Regions from separate parts of the Rattus norvegicus genome. Here region 2 is linked to region 1. A link is a contact called in public Hi-C data. All regions are on one chromosome and are shown on one strand. The core of a region is the stretch at or near the end of the contact, and the rest is flanking DNA. Distances in the headings are between cores, read along the strand shown.

The links. A called contact is a pair of places that touch in the nucleus more often than the background predicts.
Region 2: a Hi-C map of Schwann cells shows a contact between it and region 1, with 2.4 times the contacts expected there. The contact joins the promoter of Phospho1 here to the enhancer-like site in region 1. A contact is called at or near these places in 3 of 12 Hi-C or Micro-C datasets (the A7r5 cell line, the Rat2 cell line and Schwann cells).

Annotation. Positions count from the first base shown.
Region 1 is chr10:81,207,148-81,209,876 of GRCr8, forward strand. No RefSeq gene overlaps it. Among named protein-coding and RNA genes, the nearest start is that of Zfp652, 28 kb to the left of the region's middle. Within about 2 kb of position 1,399, at least 11 of the 93 cell types and tissues checked have an H3K27ac peak or open chromatin away from gene starts, as enhancers often do. A contact at or near this core is called in the A7r5 cell line and Schwann cells, where this site is marked.
Region 2 is chr10:81,257,442-81,260,141 of GRCr8, forward strand. It overlaps Phospho1 (phosphoethanolamine/phosphocholine phosphatase 1), which reads left to right and starts at 1,369. Exons shown (of 3, transcript NM_001105833.1): 1 at 1,369-1,583.

The DNA of each region.
Region 1 (2,729 bases), core at 149-2,648:
GGGACAGCCTGTTGTAAATGTGTATGTTGTAACGGCCCACAGATTTTGGCTTAATAGTTACTAGGACTTGATACCTTTGCATAGACCCCTGTACAAGAAGTGTAGTACTTTTTGTTGTTTATGTAGCCCTAGCCAGCCTGGACTTTTTCTGTAGTAGACCAGACTGGCCTTGAACTCAGAGATGTGCCTGCCTCTGCCTCCTGAGCCCTGGGATGTTAGGTGAGCCCGGTGAAGTGTAATACTTTAGAGTGCAATTGTCAGCACTGACATTTGTTTCTAGATCCCTGCCTCCTCTGTTCTGTTCTCAAAGACAGAGGGAGAATTTCACCCATACAACCATTTCAGGTTTCCCTTCAGGCATGCGTCCCATGTTCCCAGCCCTGTTCCTGAATTCTGCATTCAGGAACTTTGGGGTTTCCAGCCCTCTGACTGTCACCAGTTCAGCTCCACTCAATCTGCACAACCTTGATTTTTCTCCAGATACCGGGGAAGGAACTCTTACAGCAAAGGAAGCAGAAACACGTGAGCTTGTTCAAAGTTGAGCACAGGGTACATCTCCCCTCCACCACACAGTTCAGTGACTCTGTCTTTTTTTTTTTTTTTTAATTTATTTTATGTATGTATAAATACACTGTAGCTGTCTTTGGACACACCAAAAGAAGGCATTGGATCCCGTTACAGATGGTTGTGAGCCACCATGTGGTTGCTGGGATTTGAACTCAAGACCTCTGGAAGAGCAGTCAGTGCCCCTAACCACTGAGCCATCTCTCCAGCCTGACTCTGTCTTCTTAACACTGCCACCCCTTAATACCATTCATGTTGTGGTGACCCTCCACCCAGTCACAAGATCAATTTGTTGCTACTTCATAACTGTAATTTTGCTACTGTTATTAATCATAATGAAACACTTGATATGTAGAATATCTGACATGTGACTCACAGGTTGAGACCCGCTGAATCATAGTCCATGGGTGTGAGCAAGCAGTTTAGCCACTTGGCGCTTGTCCCCATGTTTTCAAGTAGTGTTGATACCACTGCCATAGGTCAGCATGAGGGTTAAGTGAAGTCCTGCAGGTAAAAGGCTCAGCTCAGTGCTTGCCAGATCAGTTTTGTGACAGTTAACTCCCAACGACGAGCCCACTTCCTGGTGTACTTGTACCCGTAAGTGATGCCCTCCTTTATGTGGCTTGGATTCAGTGACTTCCTCCTGGTAAGTGAAGTATGACAGATGTGACAGGCAAGGTGAAATCATACAGAACCCTAGAAATTTAGCTGTGATCACAGCCCTCAGAAAGTGGAGCCAGGAAAATGAGAAATTCAAAAGCATCCTTGGGCTGTCTAGAAAGTTCTGACCAGCCTGGCCTCTATGAAACACTATTTCAAAAACACAACCACTTCAGGATGCGGCCTTGATCTTCAGTCACCAGCTGCTGAGTCACGAGGGCACTTGGGCAGCTATGAAGAATGCCAGAAGCTGGTCAACAACCACGGGAGTGAACTTGGAAGCAATCTGCTACGGCTTGCCAGGAGATGCACTCTCGAGGTTAGAAGAGGGCTCTCCAGTCAGGGCAGAGCCTTGAGAGTCTAGGCTGGGCATGTGATAACAGTCTCACGGAAGCCCAGGAACCAGACTCCTAACAACAGAAACTGAGGTAATGTGTTTTTTAGCCACTACTGGGTGTGGGGGGTGGTGTTGGGGTAGGTGTGGTGGTGGTGGTGGGGCAGTTTTGTTTTTTGTTTTGGATTTGAGTGGCACTGAAAATCAAGAGCCTCATGCACGCTGGGCAAGCACTCGTTGAGCTATAGCCTTTCTTGTTCTTCATTTTGAGACAGAGTCTTAAGACGTTGCCCGTGTTGGCTTTGAACTCCCTCTGTAGTCCATGCAAACCTTTAACTTTAAATCATACTGCCTCAGCCTCCCAAGAAGCTGGGGTTACAGGCCTGGTTCTGGGTGATAAAGTGTGATTTGCAAGGACTAGGGATGTATGCATGCACCAAGTCTGGGGTTCAACCCCCAGGATTACTTATATCAGATACGGTGACTGGCACAGGCCAGTAATGCTAGAACTTGGGAAGTGGGGGCACGAGAATCAGGAGTTCAAGCTCATCCTTGACTAGATAGCAAGTTTGGGGCTAACCTTGGCTACATGCAACCCTGTAATTATGACAGCCAGACACAGTGGTGCACAACTTGTAAACCCAACACTGAGGAGGATCGTGAATTTCAGCTTGTATTACATAGGGCGATCTGTTTCTCTATTGAGTCTGATCTCTGGGACCTGGATGGAGGAAGGGGAGAACTGACTTCAAAAGTTGACCTGACTTTCCACACATGCACTGTGGCATACTACACACACACACACACACACACACACACACACACACACACACACACACACACACAGAATAAATAAATAATAAAAAATTAAGGACTGGAGAGATGGCTCAGTGGTTAAGAGCACTGACTGCTCTTCCAAAGGTCCGAGTTCAATTCCCAGCAACCACATGGTGACTCACAACCATCTGTAATGGACGCCCTCTTCTGGTGTGTCTGAAGAGAGTGACAGGGTACTCACTTATATGAAATAAATAAAATCTTTAAAAAAAATTAAAAGTACCGTTATAGACTACCAAGAGGGTCAGAAAACATGGCAGTAGCTCTGTGGCTTGTGCCCAGATTTTCCACTCCAAGATGAAGGGGGTCAGTCACTCAGTCCTGTTCTCTCAGC
Region 2 (2,700 bases), core at 119-2,618, 50 kb after region 1:
CAGCGCTCAGAAGGTGGAGACTCAGGAATTGACGGTCATTCTGAACTACACAGTAAGGCCCATACTAGCCTGGGCCACATGAAACCGTCTCAAAGGGTCGGAGGAGGGGGGCATTGCAGGGCTGAGGACAGATGCAACACAGACGCTGAAGACTGTGTGAGCCTGTCTTAGGGGAGGGTGTGGAGACCAAACTGCTTCTGCAAGGGGAAGGATTGCAGGGTTTGGCGTGGCGACTCAGGCCTTTAATCCATCAGACGGAACAAGGAGGCAGGAGATTTAGGAGCTCAGGGCCAGACCTAGAATAGGTAGGAACAAACTATAAGAGGCCCACCCTCCCATCCCCGACTCAAGATTAAAAGCCAAGCTGAGCACCACTAGGTAGAAGCAGCCCAGGTACCTGGCAGTTGCTCTCCGACTTCAGCGAGGTAAGAGGTGAAGGGGCGCTGTCATAGAGAGGGAGCTGGGGCAATGGAGAAGTCGCCCTCAAAGGTTTGGGTGGGTGGTCCATCAGGTTGGCAATTTTTCTGCCTATCCGCCTTTTGCTGGTGAAAGCACGGAGCACTGGTATCAAAGCTAGAGGACTTTGGGAGAGTTGAAGTTAGACCCAGGCCTGGGTGCATCTCCTCACAGATTCTGTTCTGTGACTGAAGTGAGATGTTCTTGTGTTTGAACTCTTGGACAAGTCTTTTCTCCTGGGTTCGTCGCACCGGCTCAGAAAGTCCAGGTTTCACCCCTTCTCTCTTAATCATAACCTAGTGTCCTAAGGGTTGGGAAGCAAGGGGAAGCTCTCCAGAGGGGAATAGCGGCGGATGGGGGTCCAGGAGCGCACTCCCAGCACTTGGGAGAGAGCGGGATTTTTTTTATTTGCACCACTGTATTCCCGAGTTTGGGCGGATTGGGAGAGTTCTTCCACCGGCAAGCCCGAGTACCCGGTAATCTAGGGACAGGGTTCCGAGGACTCGGCAGGATGCCGTGACTCCTCCCGGAAGGGCAGAGGGCACCGGGCTTGGCGCACGTGGAGGGAGTGCTGCTCGGCGGGCCGGTCACCCGGCTGTCCGGTGGCGCTCCAGAGCCAGGACTGCGGGGCGGTGGAGTGGCAGCCTGAAGATTCCTCGCGCCGAGCCCAGCGGGAGGCGGGCAGTGTGACACTGACTCACGCACGTGCCCACGCGCACGCAGAGGGTGCCCCGCACCCACGCTCCTCGGACGGGACGCGCCACGCTCCACCCGTCCCGCCCGCCCAGTCTCCCCGCCACTCGCGCGGCCTCCGGGACAGCCCGGAGGCGTGGCTCGCTGGCAGCCCGCCCCTTTGATGTGCGCCGGCGCCGCCGTGATTGGCTGGGCGCTTGTGACGTGCGGGGACTGCGGTGGGCCCGGGTGCTGCGGCTGCCGCAGCGCCCGCCGCGGCTCGGGCTCTGGCTCCCCGGCATTTAAAGGGGACGCGGCGGCGGCCCCGGGGATGGGGGGCAGGTGGAAGGGACGGAGCAGAAGCACATCATCCACGGTCCCTCGGGGCTGGAGGGACGCGTGAGCCGGAGCTCAGAAATCCGGGGGTGGATAAGACCGCGTCCCCCCCAATTCCCGTAAGCACCCCTTGCTCCATCCTGTCCCCAAATCCCTTAACTAGCCCCCTTCCCACTACTTCCACTCCAAACTCAGCTGGGACAGACAGCGCGACCGCCGCTGCCCCGCATGAGTCCTGGGCTCCGGGAGGACCGCGATCTCAATGTTGGGGTGGGGGCCGTGTGGAGTTTGAGGGTGTTTCATGCGCTTGATGGTGGGGTAATCCCCTGGGGCAGAGAACCGAACCCTCTTCCCCCCTTTTTCCCAGGTTCATGGTGCCCAGTGTCCCTTCATCTCTGGGGACTGTCATAGCTCCCCGCCACCCACAAGTCCTTCCTTCTCCCCGAGCTGCGCACCCCCCGCCCGCATTAGAGCGAAGCGCCCGCCAGCTGGGGGTGTGCCAGAGTGCCTGCTTTCCAGTCACCTCTAAAAATATCTCTCCTGCTACCCCATCGGCAGCTGCCATCTCCCTGCCCCTACCCAGGAAGAATCACCTCTGCTTGTCCACTCCAGGCAGGAACCCCCAGAGGTGATGCCTAGTCCCAGATTCCTCTCTAGCACCAGCGCACAGACCATTACTCCCTAGGACCGGGAAAATTACAGAGCCTCCGGAGCAACGGAGAGTTCAGCTAGTTTAAAAGGCAGTAGAGACCCCTGAGTTTTAATCCTATTTCTGGTGCTGTGTGATGCCCAGGATGCAAGCTGGACCACTCTGCCATCAACACCCCTTCCCCATTAAGGGTTAATGAACAAGTAAGGAGTTTGTAAAGTTGGGACTGTTAGGGGCAGGAATCCTAGCTTAATTGTCAGATCTAATTTCTAGTGATGGACATACTTATTCTTGGGGCAAGGAAGGCTTGACATTTTTGAAGTCCTCACCCCCATTCTCAGCCTGTATGTTTCTTGTGAAAAACTCCCCAAACTTTCCTATGGGCTCTACCCTCTCCCCATTAGGAGAATTTCAAGCTTAGAGCTTCACACACACACACACACACACACACACACACACACACACACACACACACACACACGAACTCCTACCCCACCTTCCCACAGATTTTTTTTTTCTTTTTTTCGGAGCTGGGGATCGAACCCAGGGCCTTGCGCTTGCTAGGCAAGCGCTCTACCGCTGAGCTA